Regions from separate parts of the Rattus norvegicus genome. Here regions 2 and 3 are each linked to region 1. The links are chromatin contacts, called in public Hi-C maps. All regions are on one chromosome and are shown on one strand. The core of a region is the stretch at or near the end of the contact, and the rest is flanking DNA. Distances in the headings are between cores, read along the strand shown. Region 1 holds the start of Rnf217 (ring finger protein 217). Region 2 overlaps Rnf217 (ring finger protein 217). Region 3 has its middle 98 kb from the start of Rnf217.

Region 1 (4,324 bases), core at 884-3,383:
CACAAGGTTGTAAGGAGCACTTAACAGTTAAAGCCTGGAGTTGGGCATAATAGGACAAAGTTAATTCCAGAGCTCAGGAAGTAGAGGCAGTAGCTCAATGGTTCAAGGCCAATCTGGGGGTACTTAGCCAGTTAAAAGGCCACACTGGGCCACACAGCAACCTCCTGCCTATGAATGAATGAATGAATGAATGAATGAATGAATGAATAAGTGAACGACTAAATAAACAAATAAAAGCTAAGTACTCCTTGGTATTGGTGTTTACACTTCATTAGATGCTACTCTGTGCTACATATTTGAGTGCATTTGTTCTCACCATGACTTCTCTGGAGCAAGGTCCATTTCTTGGGAATGTCTGGATCCCACCACAAGGCTGTATATACGGACAGCAGCCTTATCCGTACAAGGATGATGTCATAGAAACAACCGCAAACAAACAGCAGACATTCCTGTCTTAAGTCCCCACTAGTGGATACATTCTAGAACAGACACCATACTCTCTCAGGGCATGTGGGTAATCTCAGCCACTTGGGCCAGGCTCCTGTGAGTGTAACATTCCATTCTGTGTAAGTTTGCCTTTGCACTTCCAGTTGGGCACACTACACCCTTTCAGACCAGACCCCATCAATGGAGCTGCCCACAAAAATACACAGGAACCACTGTTCAGACCCCTGTTCAAACTGCCTTCAGCCAATACAGGCAAACACTATCATTTGAAACTATCCGATTCGGACTATAAATCGGCGTCCAGACAGTCTGTCGGGACAAACAGGCAGGCCGAGAACCATTTCAGTGCAGGAAAGATTGGAAGACGCATTTTAAAAATATCTGAGCAGGGGCCTGGAGGATGAGGTAAAGCAGCGTCACAGAGAAGCTGGCACCTGAACAGACGAGGTTTTGAAAGATGAATGGGCCTAGGACAATCAGACACGGGATCAAAGGGCATTGGGGATTGTGCAAATTGGTGGCAGAAACACCACTGACTGGAAACCATGAAGAGGGCTGCAGTGTTTCTCAAGCTTTCCAAGAAAAAAACCAAGCCCTTTACAGGAGGGTGGAGGGAAGTTCGGTGGCTGCCTGTTTGGTTAAACCTCTGGTCTCTCTGCTTTGTTTGCCTCTTTCTGTTTTGTTTCTCTTTTAAAGAACTAAAAGTACTGTGACGGCTTAAAATTTCTGTGGAGAAAGGTATTTTACCTTCAATATAGAGGAGTGGGCAAGAGCTTTTCGTGGTATTATTATTATTATTATTATTATTATTATTATTATTTTACATTTCTCTGGCTATACAAAGGCAAGGAATTTACAATGCAGGTTATCACAGCCCTGACACACTAAATCCAAACCTTCTCTTCACCAGCTCCACAAATATTTATTTTATGCTCACTGTCTGTTAGTTTCTGGGATGCCAGGCCTGTGAGGCAGTCTTTCTCCTCTCCTCGGAACAAGCTCTTGCATGCAATCCACAGACAAAATAATCAGAGGGCAATCCACCTCATTCCTCCTGTAGCTGCCAAGCAAAACCTGAACCTCAGAGCAGAGTTAACCAGCCAATAAACCAGTGTGGGTAAAACGCACCCAGTAACAACTAGGACGCTAGCAATTGCTGAAGGCCCCGGGTAAGGGGACTTGGTCACCTCTTCCTTGCTAGGAAGCTTAATGCTTTGCCATGGTGATCAGGGCTGAGGGTGGACAGAGAGTAGTGGGGAGTTACCTGAGAGCTCAGGTAGATTTTGAGGCACTCCTCGCACACCGCCTTCTTGCAGCAGGGCAGGGGCTTGATGGGCTTGTCTTCCAGGCACACCCGGCACATCAGCACCATGAGGGGCGCATAGGGGTCCCCTACCCCGCCCAGGCCAGAGTAGGGTGGAGCTCCTAATAGGCCAGGCACGGAGAAGGGCTCCGGAGCCAGGTAGAACTCCAGCTCGATGCTGCCGCCGTCGGGGGATAGGGGGTCAGCCGGGAGCGACAGCGGGGAGCTTGGAAAGGAGGCAGGCGGACTGGCGGGAATCGGCCCCGGCGGTGCTTGAGGTGGGGACTCCGGAGGCGACGGGGACTCGGCGGAGGGGGCCTCGGGCAGGTCGCTCTCCACGCAGTACACAGAGCAGAGGACTTGCGGCTTGGCGGGGGGCGGGTGTCGCTGGGCCAGCACGTCCAGGAGCAGCCCGTCGCGGGGCTGCTGGCCGGGGGACGCCTCTGGCCCCGTTCTCTCCTCCTCGCGCTCCAGCTGTAGTTCCAGACTCTGGGGGTCCAGGGGCCCGGTGAGTGGCAGTCGCGCGGGCTGCCCCGCAGGGGCCCGGTTGCTCGCAGGCTCCGGAGCGCTCGCGTCCACGCAGCCCGGGTCTCTGCCGTCGCCGCCGCCGTTCGGTCGTGAGGAGGAGGAGGAGGAGGCGGCGGCGCGCGGCCCGGTATCCCCGGCGCGGTCCCCTCGCGGCCTGGGGGACTCGGACTGGCCCGCCGAGCCTCCGCCAGGGGCCCGCGCCTCCCGCGGCCGGCCGCTGCCGCTCACCGTGCTCTGCTCCTCGCCCATCGCCGCCCGCGGCCCGCGCCGCCGCCGCCCATCCAGCCGCCGGGACCCCCAGCCGGCGCCGGGCAGCGCGGGCAAGCGGCTCGGCTCCACTCGCGGCGGCGCTTCTGCTTCCGGGTCCCTCCTCCGGGGCCGGGACGCCCCTAGCGCCCTCCGGGGAGCCCGTGCTCCCGGGCCGCAGCGCGCGGGCAGCCGGCTCCTCCTCCTCCACCTCCTCGCTGTCGTCGTCCTCCGGTGCGGCCGGGCACCGCCTCGGGGACGCCGAGGGCCTCAGGCTGCGGGGGCCCGGCCCGCGTGCAGGTCGGGGCGGTGCCGCGGTCCCGAGAGCCCCGGGTGGGGCGGAGGAGTTCCCGGGAGGGGGGAGGAGACCGTCAGTCCCGCGCCATCCCTGTCCCCACGGCTGGGCGCGCAGCCGGCGATCCCGAGGGTCGCGGGACCAGTGGCGTCACCGAGAGGTGGCCGAGCCCGCTGGCGATGGCCGGTGCCCCCGGGGGAGAGGCGGGAGCCGGAGACCTCCCGCCCCTCACGCAGCACCTGGGGCTCTGCTCCCTCCCCCTTTCCCCACCCCTTTGGCACACACCTCCCACACCCACACACATACATACGTGCACACACACACACACACACACACACACACACACACCACGGGTGCCCGCGCACACACTTGCACACACACACACACACACACACACACACACACACACACACACACCACGGGTGCCCGCGCACACACTTGCACGCACACCGGAATGAGGGTGATCTAAGCTGAGCTGCACTCTAACCCCTAAGAGTTCACCACGCTGTGCTCTGCTTTAAGTAGAACTTCCTACAAAAAGGGCTGCAACCTAGGCTCTGGACAGAGAACACACTGGGATGTCACGCTGAAGAAGTAGAGGCGATGGTGTGCCTTCTGCCCAGTTCCCTGTTTTCTGCCTGGTGCAACAGGAAGGATCTTTGAAAACCACAAATAACCCAAAAAGCACTTGTCGCCTACTCCTCCAACTAGAATACTTACAAGCACTAACTAATCTGAGATTTACCGCTTTTCCTCTGCTCAGTTGTTCTCTCGGGAATTGTTTTTGTGGGCTTTTTGTTTTATGTTTTGTTTTCTTTCTTAACCCCTGTAAGTGGGTAGCCTGGCCTAATTAATCAGCTGCATCATCATTAGGAATCTGGGAGACTTTCATTAACATAACCATATCCATACCCAAAAACTGTTTCCAAGACAACAATTATATCTCAGCCAGAACATAATTATGTGTTGATCTATCTTTATTTTACAGGAAGTATTAGTCACCCAAACACTGGTGTGTTTTAGTTTTCTAAAGCCAATGAAAACATTTTTGGGAAACCAACCTTTTTTATTTTTTAAAACTTGGTAGGGAATTCAATTTACACATTCATGTCGAAGGAAAAAGCTGTTAAGTTTGTAGTTTTTTTTTCTTTTTTTGCATTGAAGTTGTTATTGATTTGTTCTAAAATATTTTCCGAGGGAAACACAGATGCTACAGGGGAACTAAGAATTCAGTATTGCCCAAGTGGGTTTCCGTCAGGAGCGGTTGAAGCTCAGGTACACATGAGCATGGTAAAATGCCTCCAAGATGCCCTATCACTCATTTGTCTGACCGGAGAATGAAGAATAATTATTTGGATGATTAAATGGGGCTCAAGCAGCCTGGAGAGATAGCTCATTCAATCAAACATGGCGATCTGAAGTCAATCCTCACTGCGAAAGCACAAACCCACTGTCAAGCCCAGACAGGTACCTGGGTGTGGAAGTCCAGAAGACTGGCCATCTTC
Region 2 (4,378 bases), core at 318-2,817, 76 kb before region 1:
CAAGTATTGAGTCTATTTACATGAAAATGAATTGTTCATTTGGAAGCATTGTATATGAAAAATCTTTGAAAAAACCTCTTTCAGATGGTTTCCTTTTTCATATTTGTAAATTTTAATGGATATTTTGTGAAAAGTGCTCTTAGAGTATAAAACACTAACTCACCAAACCTCTCTCCTTAATTCCTAGTAGGAAAAAAGAAAAAGAGGGGTAGTGATTTCAAGAACAAAACAAAACAAAATCAGAAAATATAGAGCTTTAAAGTCACATATGGAAGGAAATAAACAGGTTTGCAGTCAAAACAAGTCATAAAAATGACTTACACTGACCTACGCTTTATGGTAGTTTTCAGGCGTCATGTGGGTGGCCCCATGCCTCCTTCCTTTGGGCTGTTTAAAGGGCGGTCCTTTTGAAAGCCTCTTTACCTGCTTTATGGGCTACCGCCCTCCCCACGGTCTCTGAGCTATTTATCTGTATTCGTGGAAACTGCAGCCATTGTTAGAGCCCGCGGTTAGTAACCAGCTGCTTTTCCTCCGTCCTTCCGCTCACTGTTAGGTTAGGATACGGATGGTACCCTCCTCTGTATGTCACGGGGCCATGTGTTCGGGGTACAGTTTGAGAGCCATACTAAGTGGAAATTGCTTTTATGACTATTTAAGATGGGAGGTAGACTCCTGAGGAAAGTGTTCCATAGAGTGAGTAGCTCCCCAGCACCTACTGGCCTGGCCTGGGTTTGAAACTGAGAAGTTCTCTGAATGGAGTGCTAGGCAAGAGAAGGGCGAGCCGTCTCATCTCATACCTGCTCTACAGTGGGGCAAACACTGATGTACGCAGAGCCATTGGCTCAGCACAGACATAAAGACTGGAATGGGACCAACCTCAAGAATTAAGTCAGGCTAGTCTGGAGGTCCCAGCTATGGAGGCTGAGACAAGACAACCACTGGAACCCAGGAGTTCCAGTTCAGCCTGAGTAACACTGAAAGGACTTCTCTCAAAGAGTTCTTCTTGTCACTAAGTATACAGCACAAATGTCACACTACACTACTTACTGCCTATATGTATAAGACTGGATATAAATTTGGCACAGCGAAACATTACATGCTCAATAATTTATTAGTTTATAAAATGCTATTGCTACAATTTGAATTCACCATTATTATTTTTTATAATAATTTAAATTTCATTTATCTAGTGCTAGATATCAAGGAAGTAACTAAAAAAATTATTCTTAAAGAAAATAAGGCCCAATATGGTTGCCTAAGAGTAAATTTGTTGGAAGACAGCACAAATTCTTTTCAATCACACACATAACTTTCTAAAGTAAATCTTAAGATAAAAATGTCAGGCTGCGATGGATGCTAATGGCACTAATAGTCGCCATTTATGTGACTGTATGTTCAGTTTGATACGCAGTCCAATTACTCTTTAAGAACGAAATGGCAGAGCCCCCTCACACCTGATCACAGTTATGCACATGATCCACGTCCATGCTGCAAGTACTGTCCCTTTAAATGCGGACGCCACTCCCTTCTTGCTAAGGCTTCTCTCACCTTGCACTTTGGACACTTCTGGGCATTTCTCTGCCCGTGCTCAATCTCACTGGCCCAGTGACGCAATAACTTGTCTCCTTTTCTGTACTCCTTGCAGTTAACACCTTCATGCCAAGGAGAGTGGCACTTAAAACACCAGATGAATTGGCAAGTGGGACACTGGATCTGTGCAAGAGAAACAGTCATTAGTACCCATGAGGCATACTGAGTATTTTCTATCACTGTGATAAACACTGTAAACAAAAGCAGCTTCGGTAGGAAAGGGGTTGTTTGGCTTACACATTCCAATCACAGTCCGTCATGGAGGGAAGAAAAGGGAGTGCAGCTGGACCTGAAGCAGAGACCACAGGGGAAAACACGCTTGCTGGCTTGCTCAGCCTGCTCTTATATAACCCAGGACCGTCTACCTAGGGTAGCACTGCCCAGAGTGGGCTGGGCCCTGCTTTATCAATCATTATTGAAGACAATGCCCTCCTGATGGAGAAATTTTCTTAGTGAAGGTTTCTTCTTCTCAGACAGCCTGAACCTGTGTCAAGTTGACAAAAAAATTAACCAGCATAGTGCCTCAAAGATAAGAATGTCAGTGCTTTGGGAAATTAACCAAAAGCTTATTATTTGACATATTTTTCCCAAAACCAGAAAAGCTTCCCACTAAAATAGAAACACTCTGCTACTGAAAGAGGAAAACATCGTTTTGAAAGGATAGTTTGTTGTTCAGAGACTACTCAGGCATTAACTAAGCATGAGGCGTTTTCATTTTGAAAACAATTTGGTTGTTGAAATCTCCCCCCACTGAAGCACAGAATGAATCCTGAAGGCACCACATCTGATCTCTTTGACCATTTGTCAATTCACCTGTCCCCCGAGCCAACTTTCTAGTCTTTCCATTGCTTTTCTCGCCGAAGGCTTGCTTAACGCACAAGTGGAAAGCACAGTGCTGGTGCCACGCTGCTGAGCCAGCACTGAGGGTCCTGTTAGAGAGGTGCAGTATGTGGACTTGCTGGTGGCACTAGGACACCATCAGAAGGAAGCCTTTGTGGTGAATGCCGATGTATGGATATGCTCATTGGGAACATCTGACGTCCACTCAGCATGGAAGTTATCTTTTTAGAATGGCAGTGCTGTGTTCTGCTTCATGCAGTATTCTTCATTCTCGTTATGGTGTGATAAACGCACCATCGAATCCCTGAACTCCAGCGCCAAATTCTAGCATCATCAGATGAGAAGATGTAAGATCTCTTGTAAAGGAAATAAAACAACAAGCCTGAGGATCTGAGTTCAATCCCCAGAACCCATGTTTAGCAAGAGCCAGACATAGAGGTTGGTCACACTTGTAACTGTAACTCCGGGACCAAGTGGCCGTCCAGTATAGCCTAGCTCAGTGAGTAAGATGTAGTACACGGCCAAGCAAAAACGCTCAAGGAGGATGGTGCTTAACGTTGAACTCTGCATGAACATACTTGTACGCACGGATACTCAGACACAGACAAACATACACTGCTGTCTCCTTCCCCTGCAGGGTTTTAAATCAGATTTATATTGTATTTATTAGTGAATAGAAGAAGTAATGTATAGTTACTTTGAGACCAGGAAACACTTCACAAAGGTGGGACACTACAATGGCTCAAGGATTCTTATAGACAAAAGTTGAATTACATCTACAGCTTTTGAACAATGATAATTAGAAATATTCAATTATATTAAGGTATCATAGTGAAGGAGTCAGGCACCTGGTGCCTACACCAGAGAATGTGGTACAAAACAAAAAGTCCTACTAATTCTTACCAACACAGATTTGGAGACAAACTGAGAGAGCCACTGTGAAGCAAGATCTGAAGTAACTATGAATAATAAAAATTCATACTGAGCTAAAATAATATAGGACGATAGCAACTTTGACCTCAGAGAATATACCTGAATAGTTATAGACCTGGTTTTTGTCTGAAGATGCCACGATGCCTTATTCATTATGACATTAACCACACTCAAAATCAGCCTTATATCAATGCAGATACCAACGCTGCCTCGTGTTCAGCTATTGCCCTCAGGAGATGCCAGTTCACAACCACAGGCCCACCACATGGAGTTTGCCTTCTGGAATAAAATTATCTTCACACAGATGCATCATAGTTCCTCCTTCCCACCGGGACTGGTTTGAATGTGAGATGTGATACCTGCTCTCCAGCTGGGGGCACTGGAACATAGCCTCTCTGTGCTCCCAGAAAACACTTCCTAGAAGATTTCCCCTCAGTGATGCTGGTCTCTTCTTGATCTCCACTGATTTCTTAGCTCCAGCTGACCAGCATCAACAGTCCCAGTAACGCAAAGGTTCGCTTTAGGAGTTCTGGTGTCTTGTTAATCACAGCCCCAGCTAACCAAACCACAGAATCTTCACAACTAAAACAACCTGACAAGTGGCCCTGACAAGTCTTTAATCTTCCCTCTGAAACGTTACAAGCCAGGATGGATCCTTTGCACTGTTCTCAACATTAGCTTCCAAGCGCCCACAGAACATCCCACAGAGCTCTTAACACCCAATGGTTCTTCTAGCCCAAAGCTCCAAAGTCCTTCCACAGTCCTCCCCAAAACATGGTCAGGTTGTCATAGGAACACCCCACTTTGGTACCAACTTCTATATTATTCAGGGTTCTCTAGAGTCACAGAAGTTATGGATAGTTTCTATATAGTAAGGGAATTTGTTATGTTGACTTATAGTTTGTAATCCAATTCCCCAACAATGGTTAGCTGCGAATGGGAAGTCCAAGGACGCAGAAGTCGCTCAGTCCCACACGGATGGTTTTTCAGATGGCCTTCTGTAGAAGTAGAGTCC
Region 3 (4,999 bases), core at 2,305-4,804, 99 kb after region 1:
TCTGTCTAGAAAATTACCCATTTCATACAGATTTTTTTGAGTATAGGTATTTATTGTAAAATCTAATGATTTTTTGAATTTCCTTGGTTTCTGTTGTTATGTCTCCCTTTTCTTTTCTAATTTTCTTAATTTGGATACTCTCTCTCTGCCCTCTGGTTAGCCTGGCTAAGGGCTTACGTGTCTTGTTGATTTTCTCAAAGAACCAGCTCCTGGTTTTATTGCTTCTTTGTATAGTTCTTTTTGTTTTCTTTGGTTGATTTCATCTCTGAGTGTAATTATTTCCTGAAATCTACTCCTCTTGTGTGTGTTTGTTTCTTTTTGTTCTAGCATGTTCAGATGTGCTGTTAAGCTGCTAGTGTATGTTCTTTCCAGTTTCTTTTTGCAGGCACTCAGAGCTATGAGTTTTCTCTTAGCACTGCTTTCATTGTGTCCCATAAGTTTGGGTATGTTGGGCCTTCATTTTCACTAAATTCTAAAAAGGCTTTCTTTTTTATTTCTTCCCTGACCAAGTTATCAATGAGTAAAGAGTTGTTCAGCTCCCATGTGTATGTGGGCTTTCTGTTGTTTTTGTTGTTATTGAAGACCAGCCTTAGTCCATAGTGATCTGATAGGATACATGGGACTTTCTCAATCTGTTTTAGAATGAAATGTTCTACAGATATCTGTTAAATCCATTTGGTTCATAACTTCTGTTAATTTCACTGTGTCTCTGTTTAATTTCTGTTTCTATGATCTGTCCATTAGTAAGAATGATGTAGAAAAAGCACATAGTAAACAGTTTCGCGTCATGATGATAATGGAGTGAATCTCAGAACCTGTAAGTCAGTTGTAATTAAATGTTATCTTTTATAAGAATTGTATTGGTGCTGGGATCTCTTTACAGTAGTGGAAACCCTAAGACAAAGTTATAGGATAGAAGAACAACAGTTTTAAGAACAGCACACCAATCATTAGTATTTTAGTCTGTTAATAAGAAAGATGAAGAACCAGAAATTAAAAACATAACAAATACATGTAAAACAACAAACTCAGTATATACCTACTGAGACACACAGTATGCAGATGCTGAAAACCTTCTTTAGCACTGACAAAAGAAATGACTTAAAATGACATATCCCGTTTTGGGCTAAAAGTCTGAGCACAGCTTTTCTCCATATCGGTATGTAGATTAAGTAAAACTTTATTCAAATTCCTAGCAAAATTAGTTTAGATATACACAAAATGTATTTTAAAATATTAATATGAATGGCACAGCCTTTAATCCCAACAGTCAATGGGCAGAGGTAGGCAGATCTCTGTTAGTTGGTCTATATATGAAATTTCAAGTCAGTGGAGGCTACGTAGTACAATGCTGTCCAATAAATAAGTGGATGAAATAAAATTTAAATAAATCAATTTTAAACAAACTCAATGCATTAAACATTTTCAGGTGTTTGAATCCTATTATAAAAATAAACATCTGAACAAATTTAATGCAGAAAAGAGGAGATGAGGGGGCTGACAAGATGGCCCATTGGTTATGAGCACTTATAGCTTTTGTTGAGAACCCAGGTTTGGTTCCAAGCACCCACATCAGCTCACTTACTGCCTCTTGTGGTTCCAGTTCTAGGGGATCTGATGCCTTCTGAGTCTTTTGGAAACCTGCACCTACAACTACGTGATATACATAAATGTGTGTAAGCACACCTACATACACATAACAAATAAATCAATCACTAAAGCAAAGAGTCAAGATTTGAGAAGTGAAGAGTGACAAGGGTAAAGACTGAGAATTCTGGCTTTTGTGGTCACATGCATCATCTATTAATCTCTAGCTGTGCGGTTATGAGATAATTACGTGTCTTTTCAAGCCTTTATGATTAAAAGGAGGCAATGAAAACGTAAAGGATCTGTTGTAATAGATATAAACAGTGAATGAACTCTGACATAAGACACACAATGCCTGGAAGTGATTAAAAAAAATAAGTGCTAGGGTTCATGAGATTTGGATTTTTTTTTTTCTTGATGCTCTCATTTTATAATAAACTCGTAACTCTATTACTGAGAATGCTTTGATTTGGACATCTTCTAGTTAAGAGGATTCTGCATGTGATTATTATTAAAATACAACCTCTATGATAAAGGTCATGCAATATTAGACATGAAGAAAACCACTGCCATTTAGCAGCGGTTTTATAGCTGTTGTGGAGGCACTCGTACTCACTTCTTAGTCTGCTCAACCACCGGGAACCACAGTGGAATTTACCTTATGTCACCTTTTCCCTCCCAGTTCCACCTTTACAAACCCCTCCTCCTTCCCTCCATTGTCCTCTCCCCTTCTCCTCAGAGAATGGGAGCCCCCTATCCCCTTGTCTACCACTTCATACTGGGACATCTAGTTCAAGCAAGACTGGGCACATCCTCTCCTATTAAGGCCAAACCAGGCAGTCCAGTTAGGGGGAGTGGATCAAAAGCAGGGAGTAGAGATGAGACAGTCCTGCTCCACTTCATATTCACATGAAGACCAGGCTGCACATTTGCTGCACATGTGTAGGGAACCTAGGTCCTGCCCATGCATGCTCCCTGGTGGCCCAGTGTCTCTGAACCCCTGTTATGTTAGTTGACCCGAGTTCTTGTGGTGTCCTTGATCCCTGTGGCTTGCTCAATTTTATCACCTGCACAGTACAATTCTTAAAGATTCGGAATTGAGTAGGAAAAATTCTGTTTTAGGAGCTTCACAGAGAGAAAGAGGCACAAAAATACCCAGTCACGTATTTTTGCTTTCTATGGGAATATGATAAAGGTATATTATCGATCAATGAGGGGTTAATTCCTCTTTGTATGCTTTAAATCATCTTATTGACTGAATCACTCACACCTTAAAGGACACCTTTCTCTTCTTTCTCCTCCTCTTCTTCTTGCTCTTCTCCTTCTCTTCCCCCCTCCTTCTTCTTCATTCCTCCTCATCTTCTTTTTTCTTTTCCTTTTCCTCCTCCTTTTGTTCCTATTTCTCCTCCTCTTCTTCTGGATATAGAAACTGTTGCATATAAGTCATGAAATGGTTTGTACAATGTTTGGTTGAACTTTGCAAATTACCAATGTTTCTGTTTTGATGTCTAAACTGATGAAATTACAGATACATAAATCTGTCTAAGCATAGGTGAAATTACAAATGAATAAAGTAGATATGAATATAATTATCAGAAAAAGAAACAGTCTGGATCATATGGTAAGTGACTGATAATCAAAACAGTTGATCATCTGGATTGCCTTGGGCATGAGCCCTAAATTTTTAGCAATACAGAGAAAGCAAGATGTGTTTTTAACAAGAGGGAAATAACTTCATTCTCTATAACCAAGTATTTTCAGCATTTAATTAGTGCTATTTTACATAAAAATACAAAAAAATTGTGTTTTCATTACTTATGTGAGTGATGAGTAAAAAGTATGTGTGTAATGGAAAAAAAAAGCCAGCAAACATATTGCTTTAATAGCATTAAAGGACTTTGTATCGCATTTATTGAAATAAATTATCTTATATTTAAATCCTTGGATAGTGCCTCAAAACTCACTTTTTAGTGTGTCTCTGGCTTTATTTGCCTAGACTCTTTATTACTGTTGTAGTCATAGCCGGGCTGGGATGTAGTTCAATTGGTACAGTGCTTGTATAGCATGCAGAAAGCCTTGGCTCCTGTCTCTGCCACTGTATTAAAACAGTCACAACAATGCCTTCCTGCTTGTGCTCCCCACTCTAAGGAAGATCAGAAGTTCAATGTCATTCTCAGCTAGAGAGGGAATTTGAGGTAAGAAGGGGCTGCATACGACCTGTCTTAAAAAAATCAACCAAAGCAAGCAAGCGAGCAAACAAACAAACAAACAAACAAACACAAATAACCAGGAAAGGAAGGCAGGATATTCCAGAACCATAATGAAGAAGACATCAGAGACAATCAAAGAATGAGAAACACTTGACTCCAGGTTATGTGAGTGCCAGCAGGCTCAGGGAACTGAAAAGAACATCCTGCCACAGCTGGCAACTTAGCAGGTGCTGCTGTATGGCTGCGTGGCTCTGCATTCTGGGAAAAATATTCACAAACCTGGAGACAGAATCCCTCGGAGAGCCTCCAGGAATTACTAGGGACCAGTCCATGCTTTGATTTGAGCCTGTGGGATCTGAAGAACTGTAGGGTTTCTAACTTAGAGAATTCCACCTAATATAGTTTGTTGCTTTTAACAGTTCAAGTGCAACAGTTTTTGAGACATCAAGAAGACAGTCACGTCTTCTCTCTTCTTACTTGCTATGCTTGTCCTACTGTGCTATCATCTACCTCTTTCCTTATCCATGTTCTTAGTTCTCCTCCCTTTCTGAAATCAGAGAAATAGAAGAAAAGGCTATTCTGTTCTTGCCTTTCACAAAGGACCCATTTCCTCCTATATTGCAATTCTAAGGTGTGGCTGGAAGGCTTTCAGTGGGTCACTGAGGACCAGAAGGGCTTTGGAAAACATGTTAGGAACCATGTCTGTGTATGGAACTGGGGTAACTCATGGGCCTTGTGTGGATGTGTCTTTCATGTCATGGTCAGAAATTTGATTTTGTTTTACCTGTATTTAGAATTTAAGAAGACAAGGCAAAGAATGTTTGAAAGCTACCTGAAGGTCAAGGGTAGTGATTCTAGGGTGAGAAACTGGTGGTTTGTGGCCAAGATGCTGAGAAGGACCTTATATGTGATACACAGAGGGTGTACCTCACAGAGAAGATTCTCTTGTACATGAAGCAGTCCAATTAGGCTTTCGAGGCTATCAGTGCTCATCTTTTATTGTGAGCTTGATATACAGAATGTCACTTCTTGTCGCAATATATGGTGCCACTCAAGTGAGGACACACTCCCTGTCATCCTGATGCAGACCTTCTGTAACTGGCTTCACATGTGTGCTTTCCTCAGCCTTCTAAACTGTGACTCTTATTCCCACGATGCTTCCAAGGTTCTAAAGCAAAAAGGCTCATTGCACACAGCTTCGC

The links. A called contact is a pair of places that touch in the nucleus more often than the background predicts.
Region 2: a Hi-C map of liver shows a contact between it and region 1, with 4 times the contacts expected there. The contact joins the enhancer-like site here to the promoter of Rnf217 in region 1. A contact is called at or near these places in 6 of 12 Hi-C or Micro-C datasets (the A7r5 cell line, Schwann cells, kidney and 2 more).
Region 3: a contact with region 1 is called in a Hi-C map of the A7r5 cell line, with 2.9 times the contacts expected there. The contact joins the enhancer-like site here to the promoter of Rnf217 in region 1. A contact is called at or near these places in 2 of 12 Hi-C or Micro-C datasets (the A7r5 cell line and mammary epithelial cells).

What each region holds. Positions count from the first base shown.
Region 1 is chr1:27,833,550-27,837,873 of GRCr8, reverse strand. It overlaps Rnf217 (ring finger protein 217), which reads right to left and starts at 2,133. Exons shown (of 6, transcript NM_001106204.1): 1 at 1,712-2,133. The coding sequence starts at 1,819.
Region 2 is chr1:27,909,255-27,913,632 of GRCr8, reverse strand. It overlaps Rnf217 (ring finger protein 217), which reads right to left. Exons shown (of 6, transcript NM_001106204.1): 3 at 1,549-1,713. Among named protein-coding and RNA genes, the nearest start is that of Rnf217, 76 kb to the right of the region's middle. Within about 2 kb of position 1,567, at least 10 of the 93 cell types and tissues checked have an H3K27ac peak or open chromatin away from gene starts, as enhancers often do. A contact at or near this core is called in kidney and liver, where this site is marked.
Region 3 is chr1:27,734,811-27,739,809 of GRCr8, reverse strand. No RefSeq gene overlaps it. Among named protein-coding and RNA genes, the nearest start is that of Rnf217, 98 kb to the left of the region's middle. Within about 2 kb of position 3,554, at least 2 of the 93 cell types and tissues checked have an H3K27ac peak or open chromatin away from gene starts, as enhancers often do. A contact at or near this core is called in the A7r5 cell line, where this site is marked.